3 separate regions of the Mus musculus genome follow, and regions 2 and 3 are each linked to region 1. A link is a contact called in public Hi-C and promoter capture Hi-C data. All regions are on one chromosome and are shown on one strand. Each heading gives the region's core, a stretch centred on a gene start, on an enhancer-like site or on the middle of the called end of the contact. The rest is flanking DNA. Distances are from core to core; before and after follow the strand shown. Region 1 holds the start of Oxsr1 (oxidative-stress responsive 1). Region 2 holds the start of Higd1a (HIG1 domain family, member 1A). Region 3 holds the start of Trak1 (trafficking protein, kinesin binding 1).

Region 1 (4,959 bases), core at 808-3,307:
CTTACCTACACAGCAAATCTGATGCCAAGTTGAGCAACCAGAGACCTGCCTTTAAAAAAAAAAAAAAAAACGGGGGGGGGGGGGAGGAGGGGGCTGGGGAGATAGCTCAGTGTAGAATGTGTGCTGAGTGAACACTAGCAACCTGAGTTTGGATCCCCAGCCCCCATGTGAAGTGGGAGGCCCAGGGATCCTAGAAAGAGCCTGAAATCCAAGTGCTTCCAGGCAGAGACAGGAGGACTCAGGCGTCTTAGGAATCTAGTCAAAAGGTAAGTTCCGGATCAACTAAAGAGACTCATCAAAAAGCAAGGGAAAGCCGGGTGTGGTGGCGCACCGCACGCCTTTGATTCCAGCATTTGGGAGGCAGAGGCAGGCGGATTTCTGAGTTCAAGGCCAGCTTGGTCTACAAAGTGAGTTCCAGGACAGCCAGGGCTACACAGAGAAACCCTATCCTTCTCCTCCCCCTCCACCCCCCCCCCAAAAAAAGCTAAGAAACAAACAAAAAAAGAACGTGAAAAGCTAGCCTTTACACGAGCACATAAACCTACACAGAGCCACACAGAGACCTACAACGAAATTTGGTGGCTTTTTGTTTTTGCTCTCCTTAACACCGAGAAATAAACACTGGCACCTTTAAGGAAGCTCTGGGATTTTTGGCAGGTCTCTATTGTAAAGCTAATTTTAAGGTAGAATGCTATCAGTGTAGACAGACTTCTTCCAACAAACAGTGGTCTGCTGATTAAGCCTTTGTTTTGCTAAACCCATTTCCCTTCGATTTCTATGGCCACTGCATTACTGCTGGGCTACAAACTCTCCCTCATCCCTAGCCGCTTAACCTCCTCAAGCACGCTGCACCTCTGAGAGTAACAATCCATGCTTGCTGTCGACCAACTGGTATTCTCGGATCTTATTCAGGGCCACTTCACACATAATAGCCAGATTTATGGAGCGAGCCATGGTCCCTAGTTGAAGCCCTCCAAGGACAACTTGAAACTCCAAATCTTTACCATAGCTTTAAAGGTCCCTGAGACTAATGTGTGCCCTCTTTCTGGTCCCTCAACTTATCAAGCACTCTCTCTCTCCTCAGAGTCTAAGTATTTTCTTATTCCTCAATGGAGGGGGAAAGGCGATCTTCCTCCGACTCGCTTTGAGGGCTCAACTTTTCCTTGAAATCACGTAACTTGTTCAAACCACTCCTTATAACATCTTGCCCGGTTCCTTCCGGCCACCTACTGAGACCTGTTACCGCTTTTCCCATTCTTTCTATGTAGTTGACGTCTGCCTCCGGGATCTGAGAAGTCAGTTGTAAAGAGCTAGAGGCGGGTCTAACCTGCTCAGCACCGGTACCTGGAGCTGCCCTCAGCCTCACACCTGCGAAATAGTGCATCGTCGCGTGGATGCAGGGATGGACTCAAGTGCACAGACCCCACAATCCCAGAGCCACGCGGCTCTGCCCACGGACCCTAGTGCCCCCTGAGCCAGGCCTGCCGCCCATCCACATGGCTCTTCTGCACAGGACGCATCTGTCTCAGGTACGCTTCTCCCTCCGAAGGGAGCCCCACCCTAGGCGCACGGCTCGCACCAGTGCCCAGCAAGGCTCGGGCCCAGAACCCCGGCGCGTCGCCCCTCGGCTCTCACCTATCACCTCCTGCAGCTCGTAGTCGTCCCTGTTGATGGACCAGGGCAGGGCGCTCGAGTCCTCGGACATGACGGCTGCAGCGCCTGGCTCCGTGCTCCTCACGCTCCGGGCTCTCAGGTCACCTCGCCGCGCGCCTCCCCACGCCCAGCCGCCGCCCCCAACCCGCCGCTTGGCCCAGCCTTGGGGCGCACAACGCCGGGGCGCGCGGGTCAAGCGCGGCCCCGAGGCGGAGACGCGCGGCTGCGACCGACCTCGCCTCCCGCGGCTCCGCGTCCCGCAGTCCCCGGCCCAGCCCACGAGCCGGCCTTAACCTCCGCGGCACCGCGAAACAAGCTTCTACCCAGCCCTGCCCCTCCGTCCCGCCCTCCACCCGAACCCCAAGCACGGGCCAAACTTTCCCTTCTCCCTCCACCTGCCGACACGCAGCGCGCTGACGTCACCACGCCGGGGAAGCCTGGCCGCGGCTCGCCGCCCCCCGGCCGCCATCTTGAGTGTGGCCGGACAAGAGGCAAGCGAGAAGGAAGCCGGAAAGAGTGGAAGTCGATAGTTAGAGAGCAGAAGTGCTCGTGGAGGAGTTCACTGAGGGCGTCTGAAAGCCAAAACAGAGCAAACTGCCGCAGAACGAGGAGCCACACCAAGCATGGCGGCCACTGAGTGCTAAACCGAAGGAGCGGCGCTTCCTCTAGAAGCTGAGGGAGGGGCGTTGCCCTCTCTGCTTTGCATTCATTGGTTGGTTTGAGAAAGCATGAGAACGGCAACTGGAGCGTGTGGACATCAGTCATATGTTAGTCCCGCCTCCGGGAACTTGACTCCCAGTTCCTACCGAGCGCCAAAACCTTTCAGGACCGGGTTCGCTGAGGTGACGTCACGGCGTCACGGTCACACCCTCGAGACGTGCAAACCGCGCCCCGGGGTGTGGAGAAGCCCGAGGGAGCGGCCGGGTGGGGTGCGCGGACGAAGGCCAACTAGGATAAAAGGTCTTGCGGGCTCCCGAGTGGAGCCGGAAGCTCGGCCCGTGATGACATTTTTTTTTTTCCTAAGGCGGAAGTACTCAGCGCCGCCTCCAGGATCCGGGAGGAAGCGGTTTCTGTCTTTTCTCCGCTTCGGGTCTAAAGAAACAGCACCTGCCTGGGACCTAGGTTAGTTGTCTCTGCCCAGGCAGCGCCTTGACTGTTCAGTGGTTTCTGTCACGCGACTTAGGGGTCAGCTCTAGGCCCCCGGCCCTGGCTTTTGTCATCTTCACAAAAATAAGTTCCGTTTTCTTGGCCTTAGAAGATCGCGCTTTGGTGAAACAAAACATTAAAACATCAACCTGGACAGGGTCGCTGCGGACAAAGTGTTCAGCTGAGCAGCACTGCTGAGCTCTTCGGTGGGAAGGCCATGAGCGCGTCTGGTTGATAGGACTTATGGAACATCTCAAGAAGAGGTCCCATTTGGGCCAGACCTTACAGTGCTAAGGGGATCTCAGCAAACAGAAAATGGGAGGACAGAATATTCCAGACCCGGCAAAGGTGCAAGGTCTTGCTGTAGAAATGTGTTTCAGGGCTGGAGAAATGGCTCAGTGGTTGAGAGCACTGACTGCTCTTCCAGAGGTCCTGAGGTCAATTCCCAGCAACCACATGGTGGCTCACAACCATCTGAAATGGGATCCAATGCCCTCATTTGGTATGTCTAAATACAGCTACAGTGTACTCATATATATAAAATAAATAAAATCTTTAAAAAAAAAAATAAGGAAGGAAGGAAGGAAGAAATTTGTTGCAGCCACTACTTGTGACACATTTAGTGCGTGTGATAACTTTTTCTTGCTGGAAGAAGAATAAAAGTAACATCGAGAGGAAGTGGGGACAGATTGGAACTCTTCATGGTGTGTACCAATAGAAAACCAATAAGCCAAAAATAATCTGGAATTGTTGGGCTCTGTGGACCACGGATACACTTTACAATTTTCTTTCATTACCATGAAAATAAATTATATAACTTAGAATTTGGGACTGCCTTCTTTCCCCTTCCCCCAAGAAAAGGAACTACCAGTTTCATGGTGAAATTTCAAGATACTGGGTCTTAATTATTATTAGATAACATTATAGTGCATTCATTAATGTGTTCTTGCTTACCTCCTCATTCATGTACCTCAGTGGATTGGTAGAGCAGGAACCTTCTCTATAAATCTGGTCATTTTGTTTCCCCTGTCCCTGACTTTCTGTGGCCTAGTCGAGGTTAAAATACCATGATTTTAATGAGGAAGGAAGCCAGGAATTGGGTATTTGAGGCCATAAGCTCAAGCAAGATTCAGCCTTTAAAATATCTTGCATGTGAGCACTCTCACAACAGTGATCAGGGACTTAGTCCCCCCACCCCCCTTTTTTTTTTTTTTTTTTTTTTTTGCTGGAGTATGGAGTTTTTGTAGTAAGCAGTAGGGAGCATTTAAGTTAATAGTTAAGTAATTGGGCTGGAGAGATGGCTCAGCAGTTAAGAGCACTGGCACTTCCAGAGGTTCTGAGTTCAATTCCCAGCAACCACATGGTGGCTCACAACTGTCTGCAATGGGATCCAATGCCCTTCTCTGGTATGTCCGAAGAGAACTACAATGTACTCACATACATAAAATAAATAAAACTTAAAAAAAATAAGTACTTATAAATCATAAAGCACCATACAGGAAAGGCGCAGCTTGCATGTCTCAAGGGTGTGACCGTGACGCCGTGACATCACCTCAGCGAACCCGGAGCAAAGGGAGCCAGCTATGTAAAGTGTGCTTTAAATAGGAGGAGGATTTTTTGGTTTTTTTGTTGTTGTTGTTTTGTTTTGTTGAGTTTTTTGTTTGTTTTGTTTTGTTTTGTTGGTTTTTCGAGACAAGGTTTCTCTGTTAGCCCTGGCTACCCTGGAACTCACTTTGTAGACCAGGATGGACTCAAACTCAGAAATCTGCTTTTGAAACTATTAGTAAAATTATGGTTTTCTCCCACTTATGCCTGTGACTCCCTTGATAATCATTTAGAGGAAGAGAGGAAAGGAAATGTGGAATGGTTCTGGAACCCTGATCCTTATATTCAAATATTCCCCATATCCCACCCTGGTTTCTTGAGAGTATGGCATATTTTTCACAGGAAGAGAATCTGTTTTTCCCCACATTCTCAAGGCATTCTTGTGTTGGTTCAGTTCCCTTCCTCCCAAATCAAGCTCTAGGACCAGAATTTGAGTGCAAAGTTTATTTAAGGGCAACCCAAAGAGGCTCTCTAAAGAATGGAAGAGTTGAGAGAAGAGAAGGATAATTGTTGATGGATATTATTAATCAGGGCTTAGTGTGTGGGTGATGGGCT
Region 2 (4,959 bases), core at 934-3,433, 2.5 Mb after region 1:
GCCCATCAGGCATGACAGGGCAGATGTCAGGCAAGAAGCTGAAGATGAGTCTGGAGCACAAAGAAAGCCACATGGATAGAACTGTAATTATATGACCCAGTGGATAAGGCATTTACTCCAATGCAAAGGTACGAATTTGTACCAATTATATATGCATTTGGCTACCAGAAAGGGCTACAAAAAGATGAGGAAACTGAAGAGTGTGCTGTGGTGGAAATTGCATGTAATGTCAGTATCAGACTACGGGAAGCAGGAGATCTCAAGTTTGAAGCTAGCCTGGGCTACACAGCAAAACCATGCTGGAAGAGGAGGAGGAAGAAGAAGAGAAGGAAGAGGTGGTAGTGGTGGTAGTATTTATGAAATATAGCCACTTAGGTGAAAAGGAAAGGACATGCTTTAAAACTCACGGTCAATAAGCTCAAATCATAACTTAAGTGTAAGAAATTAAGTAAGAGATGATGATCAATATCCTTATTTTACAGGTGGATAAATGAGTTTGAATTATATGACCATAATATAAGGGTCATGTGGATTGTTCCACACCAGGAATATATTTCTGGAAGGTAGGATTACAATCTGACTCCCCACATACAGTCCACAGTTTTGTTTGACAATTTATTTATTGTTAAATGAACATTTTTATGTTACAGGTGTAAATCTGAACTGAAAATATAAAAATTCATACTGTCTTTGAACTGTAAAAACTGTGTACATTACACCTATAGTTAAATGGGCTATTCTCTCTTCAGTTAAATTATCTAACAATTTCAATTCCAAGTTAAAAAGATTTTTTCCCACTAGATTTTTTTTTATTATCTCACTCACCCAATGACTGACCTATATCTGTCAGAAAGTAGAACATATTTTTATTTTTAAGTCAGCAATAACCAGATATTCAAACTTAGTTTGCTGAGCACATTATTCTGTAAGGCCAGGCATAACTACTGACACACTTTTCCAAAGGCATGGCAACCTAGAAGAGGTAAATAAGAAAATGGTTGGGCATCAGGTGATATAACAGCTGAAGACTCTTCCCAGCATGTCCCTTTGGTCCTAAGAACTATTACCTAAAATAGTAAATTTTAAATTCTGATTTTGCCTAAGTTACCTGTCAGCTTGTGCAAAATGGCTTCTCTGAGATTGTGATTCAAACGGCCAGGGGCACAACACTAGGATTTGTATCTTAAGAAGCCCTTTCAAGTTATACTGTGCAGAGAAGACCTTCTAGCACATTCCAGGAGCACCGAGAACCTTTTGAACCTGTCAAGAATTTGCATCCAAACTGTCAATTTGCAGGGGGCCTCAGTAGTCCGGGAAGCAGATTCCCGGGTAGGGATCACCCCCTCAAAGAGAGGACTGCTTTCCACCCCAGGAATAAACGAGGGAAGCAGAGAACAGAATCGAGTCACCCGGACGGCTGGCACACCTGAACCTTAGTCGTGCTTTTGTGATCTCTGCACCCCGTTCCCTTGTCAGGGGCATTCGCATTCCGCCACAGCCTTCCCTCCTCCATCCGGTGACACAGGGTCACGTAAGGTCTGCGCAAACCCCGGGTGGCGCCCGGGAAGGCCAGGCCGAGGTGCCCGAGCGCTGCGCCCTGCCTCACCTCCCACCTTCTTGTGACCTTGTCCAGACTCCTAGACCCGTGCGATCGCGCTCCCTCTCCCTCTCCTCCCACTGCTCCCGGGATCCCCGAAGCTGGCACCAGCCCGGTCCCCGTTTGCCATCGTTGCCTCCTCCGCGACTCTCGTTCCCTCGGCCACGATCCGCTCCAGAAGCTCCGGCCTCCTTCCTCCGGCTCCACATGCACTGGCCGACGGGGACCCCAAGTCCTCCGCCCACCCGAGGGACCCCCCGCCCCGCAGCCCTCGCCTCCCGCCCGGCTCCCGCTTCACTCACCGAGACGCGGGGTCCCTTCCAGTCCTGCCGGTTTCTGGCCGCCACCCGAGTGCGAGAACACCGGCTTCGCCTGCTGCGGCCACTGCTCGCCCCAGCCAATCAGAAGCCAGCAGCCGGCGAGGCCGGGCCAGAGACTCCCTTTACGTGCGAGGGGCGGTGGGCGTGGTCACTTGTAGCGCGGCGCCCATTGGCTGGGGGGCCGGCCCGGTTCGTGGCGGCGCGCGCTGTTCGTGTCAGACGTGAGGCCTGGGCGGCAGTGCTGGCGCGGTGCCGCCTGGCGGCCGCTGCCTCCCAACCCCAATTGCCTCGAGGTTCTCGCGACCGGTTCGCTGGGCTCCGCGAACGCCACGCACGCAGGCTAGACCGGCTTAGGTGAGCCGAGCGGCCCGCCCGAGCGGGAGCATGCGCCGTCGGGGCGCCTTTGGGTCCCTCCCCGGAGCTGGTGGTGGCCGGAGAGCAGTGACCTCACACATGCCTGGGGAGGAGTCTGATGGGGCAGGCAGCTTCCGGGGCGGGGCTTCGTGTGGGCTCCGGGGATGGCAGACACCGACAGCCCCACTATGGGACGTGTCTGTCCAAGACTCTCAGCGTAGCAGAACATGGCGGCCTCTGAGAGAGGTAGGCTACTGGTAGGTACTCAACTTTGAGTGACTTCAGGGAGAGGAACAATTGTCTCCTCACCCCGAATAGAGCACCAACCACGGACAAGAGAAAGGATTCCGTCTTGTCTACCCTGCCCACCCCTTGCCCCGCCAGAGGCAGCTCTGCAGAGGGCTTCTTCCCCCTTTGTGCACCGATTATATAAACTGGCAAGAGGAACCACAGTGAATCGGCTAACTTTCTAACTTCCCCATACCTCAATGTTTCTTTTCTTTGTAAACTAATTTTATTACATTTACTTGTGTGAACATTTGCTGAGGTCAGAGGACAACCTTCACCAGTCACCTCCTAATGTCTGGACCCTGGGGCTAGAACTCTGATTGTGGGATTTGGTGGCCTTTACCCAGTGAACCATCTTGTTGGGCCCTCAATACGTTTCTTGAATTTCCTGAAGGCTGGTGTAGTCTTATGAGCCACCTTCCAATAACTACATAACAGGTGTCATGACTGAATATTAAAATTTTGTATTACCATTTTATTTATTGTGGGGAGGGGCACATGTGCTATGGCAAATGTGTGGAGAGCAGAGGACAACATGAAGGGACCTGTTGTTTCCTTTGCCCACAGGTTCCAAGGATCAAACACAGGTTAAAAATTATTTGAGTTAAGTCATATGTAGGAAACATTCCATGTTATACATGATAAAACTCTATGCCTGTGGCTGGAGAGTTGTCCCAGTGATTTAAAGGCACTTGTTACTCTTCTTACAAGAGGATCCAGGTTCAGTTCCTGACACTCAACGTGAGGCTCCCAACCATCCCAACTCAGTGGAACTCAAACCCTCTTTTGACTGCTTCAGGCACCAGGCATGTATATATGATGCACATACATGTATACATGCAGGCAAGATACACATATTTTTAAAATAAAACTTTTATGGTGGTGCACACCTTTAATCCTAGTATTTAGGAGGGAGGCAGGTGGATCTCAGAGTTCAAGTCCTTCCTTGTCTACAGTACAAGTTCCAGGACAGCCAGGACTACACAGAGAAGCCCTGGTTCAAAGAACAAAAATGAAATAAAGCTTTCCATACCTTGGATATGTGGCAGCTTTGTGTCTTTGAAAGTATGTTCTTTGTATGGGTGTGCTAAACACAGCTTTGCTGAGCAGGAGTCAGTGGTGGTAAACGAAGAAAGACCTGACTAGAGAAAGCATGTTCCATAGGAGATCGGCAGTGCCCTGCTCTGAGTTTCTGCTGAGGCTGACTGAGCCTTGCCTGGAGTAACTGTTTTCTACACCAACACTTTGTTCAATTTCTAAAATCTCTTGCTAAGGCAGGATGCTTACCTGGGTAAGTAGATAACCACCAGATGTTGGACATACAGCTTATCACAAAGAACATTCAACTGTGCTGCACAGACCACAAGACATGGATGTATATACACCAATGAAAAAGCACCGTCTTATGAAGTCATCAGATTAAATCAGAACACTTGGACATACCAAAACCATATCAGAGAAACCAGGCCCACAAGCTTAGCAAACACACTAGACCAAAGAATGATGGAACTTCCTCACCTGAGTCATAGGACAAGAGGTAGTGCTGGGCGTAGTGACACTTACAGCCCCAGAACTTGGTAGTCTGAAGAGAATTGCAAGTTTGAAGCCAGCAAGACTGTGTGGTAAAACTAAAACAGGAGGACCTTGCTCTGGCATCTGACCTGTCATTGAGTCACTCTACGTTTTCCACTGTATGGATTCCTGATTCTGTTCCAGGAACTTCATCTGAGTACACCACCCTGCCTGATTTGCCCACTAGAACTATATAGGTGTCTAGAATGCTGTACCTTAAACCAGCTGTGCACCTAGGCAGCCTAGTGCTCTGAATAGCTTATTGATGATTCCTTGATGCCTAGCCGTCAGTAGTGATACTACACGAGTGCTAACTCTCTGCCTTACCCTGTAATAGGGCCTCTGAAACCCAGGATGGTCACAGCCTTTTCTTAGTAGTTCTAGGATCGGTATAATTTTGTGTGGCATGAAACGTGGAATCTGAGAGTAAGTAACTAAGATTGGAATGGAGGGCTGTGAGAGATGACTCAGTGGTTAGGGGCACTGGCTGTTCTTCCAGAGGACCAGGGTTCAAATCCTAGAATGCACGTGGCAGCTCACAACTGTTTGTAACTCTACTTCTAGAGGATCCCACACACTCACACAGACATACATGCAGGCAAACACCAGTGCACATTAAATAAAAATGAAAAGAATTAGAATGGAATAAAAGGAATTGACTGGTGGTCATGTTCCCAAATGAAATCAAGACTACTTGGTGCTTGAAGCTTATGAAATGGACATAGCTATGGCTTTATTATTATTCAATAAACTCTTGACATTATGGAAAGATATAAATGTGATTGATTATGGTATAACTTGCTTATAATATTAAAATTATCTTCATTA
Region 3 (4,959 bases), core at 1,546-4,045, 2.0 Mb after region 1:
CTCCACGCCCATCTCTGAGGCTTGCAGCCATGCGGTCCTCGCCTGCGGCCCGGGCATCCCTGAAGAGTACTATGTGAGCGAGGCTGTGGAAGATGCTCCCAGCTACAGAGAGCACCGGGATGCCTGCACCATCACCGGTATGCTGACCTTACCCTGCTGGGGATGGGGATGGGGCTTCAGCCATCAAGACTGGGAGAGGTATGCAGCCCCAGGAGAAGGCCTGGGAGTGTATGCATTTTCATGTTGCCATGGCAGCCTAACTGGCTAAAGCAGTTTGTAGGGAAGGTGGGCCTATTTTGGCTCACAGTTTAGGGTGCAGTCTGTCATGGTTGGGGAAAAGTTAGTGCAGGATTGTGAGCTTGCTGGTCTCACTGCATCCACAGTTGTCAAGGAGACGAACGAGTTACGCAGCCTAGGACCCATGGGATAGTGCAGCCCACACTCAAGGTTGGTTTTCCCACCTGAGTTAGCACGGTTGAGAAACTTCTTGGCAGACATGTCCAGAGGTTTGTCTCCTAAATGGTTCTCGAGCCTGTCAGGGTGACAGCATGAACCATCACAGGGTGGATGCAGTCACCATCTGAGATCAGGGACCTTCCGTTCAGAACCTGCTTCATTGGTGTCATTCCGTGGCTTGGGTCAGCGTGTCACAGAATTGTCACAGAGGCTGAAGACAGTAGCACTGGGCCCCAGGCAGCATCATGGGTGTTCAGTGTAGTTTGATTCTCTCTTGGGTTGTATTTCTCCAGACTGGCATGGGCGTCATGGCAGTGACATGTAGTGTCAGTTTTAGATGCAGGAAAGGCTCCACACGCTATGTTCACAGAAAGGGTTCCAACGCTGTGTGTGCCTCAGCACTCTGTCATATTACACTTTGCCCACACACATCAGGAGACTGCTGCACACATCAGGACACTGCTGCACACATCAGGACACTGTGCTGCACACATCAGGACACTGTGCTGCACACATCAGGACACTGTGCTGCACACATCAGGAGACTGCTGCACACATCAGGACACTTTGCTGCACACATCAGGAGACTGCTGCACACATCAGGAGACTGCTGCACACATCAGGACACTGCTGCACACATCAGGACACTGTGCTGCACACATCAGGACACTGCTGCACACATCAGGAGACTGCTGCACACATCAGGACACTGTGCTGCACACATCAGGACACTGCTGCACACATCAGGACACTTTGCTGCACACATCAGGACACTTTGCCTGTGCACAATGGCTTCTAGCAGCTTCTTTTTGTTCTGGGTTACCCGTAGAGTTACACACAGGATACCCTGTGTATTAAGAGTTGCCTGACTGCTGAGGGGCACAGAAACAGCTGTAGTTCCTTGGTGTGCCAGTGTGCTTCGTCCCTGCCTGGGCCTGTACACCTGTCTCTCCTGCTCCCTCTAGTGTAGCCCCTTTGCTGCCCTCCCTGCCCTGTGCCCCTGATTCCCTCCCCTGTGCCCCTGATCCCTCGCCCTTGTCTATATTACTTGAGGGCATGGTGTCAAACACCCACATATGACACAATCCATCTTTCTTCTCAGTGCAGGAACATGTTGGGAACTCCTTCTTGGGAGAATCCCAGTGGGCCCTGCAGGCCCATGTTCTTGTCTCTGCAGGACAGCTCAGTTCACTCCAGTTCCTGCAAGAGCTGATGCTTGACTGTGGAGGGGGGAATGGCTTCACTCCATTCAGATTCTGGAGGTTCCTTCTTACAGTGACCTCTAAAAATCTCTAATAGGACCCCTAGGCCTCTCAGGCCCATCTCCTTTATATGTCCCCTCTGGGCACATCTCCTTTATATGTCCCCTCTGGGCACATGGGCCTCCTTGTGGGGACTCCTTTTGAGTCCTTGAATATAGTGGCAAGTGTCTTCTGGCTCTGAGCCCTGAGTGAGAGGGAATGGTGTCTGCTTTTGAGCTGAATTGGAGCATCATCCTTGTCAGAGTCCTGAGTAGGGAGGCATCATCCAGGAAGCTAAGCTGACTGGGGAGACAGAGGACTATGAAGAAGTTGGCTGCACACGGATGCAGGACGAGCAGGGCACACAGAGGGTGTTAAGCATCATCCGCTCCATATGGAGGGGACGAGATGAGGTGAGGCCAGAACACTCCAAACACGGAGCTGGGATCCCAGCCCTGATTCTGCCAGTGAAATCTTGGGAACCTCAGCCTGTTCAACCAGTTTCCTTTCTCAAATCGTGACAACCAAGGGCGAGGGAATGGCAGTGTAGAGTTTGGAGCGTCGTCCAGTCCCATGGGATGCAGAATCCCAGGCTTTTGGTTAGGATGCCCCAGGGGACACCAGAGAGACACGTTCATGTCCATGATGCCCAGCAGCCACAGATACAGCTTTGCCAACTCAGGCAAAGAGCTGGGTATTCAACCCCTGTAATCCCTCCCCGCCAAAGAAAGTCCTATCAGGAGGTCAGTGCAACAAAGACATAAAATGCAAACGCGTTCTCCGGAGACCTTGAATATGCCCGGGAGCTCTTTGTGGATTCTGAGGGCTCTGCCAAGCTAAGCCCTGGGACGCCACCTGGCACTGTGCCTCCACCCTCACTTCCCAGGGAGTCCTGAGAAGAACAGTGGCTTTCTGTTCTACGCTACAGTTTAGGCAAAACTAGCTGCCCATCAGAAAGGCTTCTCTCCCTGCCTTCCCACCCCCACCCGCCCCACCCTAGAGAGGTGTCGTGTTGTGGGTGCGCCTTTTTTTTCTCTTTGGGGTGGTTTCATAAGATGAGGTGATAGGGCTCCTGGTTGCCGGAGTTACGTAATCCACTGTGCGTCCCGGGGCAGCGTGGGGATCTTCAGCTCTGCCCCAACAAGCAAGCTTGGGAAAACTGCTGAGGAAGGCTCAGAGCTGTGGCCAAGCTTGCATGGAGGACCGCTCTCTCTCCAAGTCCTCTTTGGAGTTTGTGTCTGCCCATGGCATTGGCAATTCAGCTCAGGCAGCCCTCCAGGGCCCAACCTCTGCCAGGACTCAGCCACACACTGGCTGGGACAGACTCATGTGGTGAGTGTTTTCATGGGAACGTCTGTCCGTCCGTCTGTCCGCTGTAAGTTTACTTTGTGGTGTGGCCAGAAGGGAGGGAAGAGCAGAGAGGGTCGTGCCTTCAACCTTGCTCTGAGCTGGGGGTCGGGTTGCTGGTTGGTTGAGGAATTACCGTGTTGAATGATGGGCAGCTGGGATGGAGGGGAGCTGGACGCTACTTACTCTCACATCTCCTGTACTGGGTTCAGGGGAGACCAGCAATAGCCAGGTGTAAGATGTAGGTCAGATTTTTGCTGGCCTTGGTAGAGTCTGCCTCTAAAACCCCTGTTTCCAAATCAGTACTATCTGCTGCCCCCTGTTCCTTCTCTCCTTCCTCTTCCTCCTCTTCCTCCTCCCCTTCTTCCGCTCTTCCTCCCCCCTCTTCTTCCTCTTTCCCCTCCTCCTCGTCCTCTTCTTTTTTCAGTACTGAGGACTATGCTTTCTAGATAAGTGAGCGACACCTGAGCCCACCCTCCCCATTTTTAAACCTTTTTATTTTGTGGTTTTTGCTCACTGCCTTGTTCAGGACGATCTTGAACTCGCTCTGTAGGTCAGGCAAGGCCTTGAATTTTCGATACCCCTGCCTCCGCCTCATTTAATCAGTCAGCGCCCAGACTGGTGTGTGGGTCAGCAAGGGATTTTCACATGTGAAGAGCAGAACTACTCAGCACCCCTCCCCCTCCCCCACATTCTTGTGTCTTCTTTGCCCAAAGCTTGGCCCTGTGATTGTGGTCCCCACACCCCTGACGAGAGCTTTATGTCGGCCTGCTCTGGCTTGTTGCTTGCTGTGGGCTTCTCAGTTCCTCTGAGTGGATCGGATTCAAGTCTGACGATGGGATGACCCATCTAGTTTCCTGTCTGTAGTCCAAAGCCTACTGAGTTCCACAGTGGCCTCTTCCTGTCCCCTACTAACAAATTCAGGCTTGTAGACTTTTAAGTCTTATTCCTAAGCTGATGACTCCAAACCTGCAGTCTTAACTGATGAAGGTGCACGGAGCCCCTGGATGTTCAGGACCAAGTTCTTGATGCGATATCTGTTAATTTCTGGGGTTTCTCAGTAATCTGGTCCTGCACAAAGCCCAGAGGTGAACATGGGTGTAAGTGAGCCCCTGTAAACCTTGGAAAACAAGCAAGGAATTCTCAGGGCATGGAGACTCCTGGCATCTGCCCTGCCCGAGGGAGACCATGCTTGGGTTGGGAGACAGCTCAGCCCAGCAAGTGCCTGCCACACAAGCACCAGGGCACGAGTTCCAGCCCTAGACCTGCATGTTGAAGCCAGGTGTGCTGGCGCATGGTTATTTTCTCAGCCCTAGGGAGGCAGACAGGAACACCCCTGGGCTTGCTGGCCCATATAGATAAATCGGTGAGCCCCAGGCCAATGAGAGGCCCTCTCTCAAACACAAGGATGGAGAGCAAATGAGAAAAGACACAGGCTGACTTCTGGCCATCATGGGAACATATACATACATGCATGTTTACAGAAATACACATACATGAACACATTAAAGCAAAACAACCAGAACTCCACACCCCTCTGCCCCCCCCCCCCCGCCTTCACCCCAAAGTCGCCACACGAGGAATCCGTCCCTTATCACAAACACTTAATCACCAAATGGGGCATCTTAGCCTCCTCAGGCTTAAATAAAACATGAGGCCCTTCTTGAACATTTCATTCATTTAGCTTAAAGTATGGTTTAGTAATTCTAGGAATGTATTTTTAATACTTCCCTTTGACAAGTTATAATCTAAGTGATATTTACTGGACCATGAAGGAAACAGGAAGGAGTGGACAGTGGGTTAGTGGGGCACAGTGAGAAGCTGCAGCTTAGACTAAATCTAGGGAATTGCTAGGATTTTCAAAGTCCTACATTAGGATCAGTTCCTGCTGGGGCTGGTGAGATGGCTCAGTGGG

The links. Promoter capture Hi-C pulls out the DNA fragments that hold promoters and counts their contacts. A called contact is a pair of places that touch in the nucleus more often than the background predicts.
Region 2: a contact with region 1 is called in a Hi-C map of CD4 T cells, with 7 times the contacts expected there. The contact joins the promoter of Higd1a here to the promoter of Oxsr1 in region 1. A contact is called at or near these places in 2 of 39 promoter capture datasets (liver and pre-B cells), 1 of 484 Hi-C or Micro-C datasets (CD4 T cells) and 1 of 9 other capture datasets (adipose tissue).
Region 3: a promoter capture Hi-C map of liver shows a contact between it and region 1, with 2.6 times the contacts expected there. The contact joins the promoter of Trak1 here to the promoter of Oxsr1 in region 1. A contact is called at or near these places in 2 of 39 promoter capture datasets (the C10 cell line and liver) and 1 of 115 datasets of contacts at active chromatin or transcription factors (astrocytes).

Annotation. Positions count from the first base shown.
Region 1 is chr9:119,320,370-119,325,328 of GRCm38.p6, forward strand. Oxsr1 (oxidative-stress responsive 1) reads right to left here and starts at 2,058. Exons shown (of 18, transcript NM_133985.2): 1 at 1,636-2,058. The coding sequence starts at 1,705.
Region 2 is chr9:121,855,613-121,860,571 of GRCm38.p6, forward strand. Higd1a (HIG1 domain family, member 1A) reads right to left here and starts at 2,184. Exons shown (of 4, transcript NM_019814.5): 1 at 1,900-2,184. It overlaps Gm47112 (predicted gene, 47112), which reads left to right and starts at 2,135. Exons shown (of 1, transcript NR_168944.1): 1 at 2,135-3,596.
Region 3 is chr9:121,364,163-121,369,121 of GRCm38.p6, forward strand. Trak1 (trafficking protein, kinesin binding 1) reads left to right here and starts at 2,796. Exons shown (of 16, transcript NM_175114.3): 1 at 2,796-3,029. The coding sequence starts at 2,942.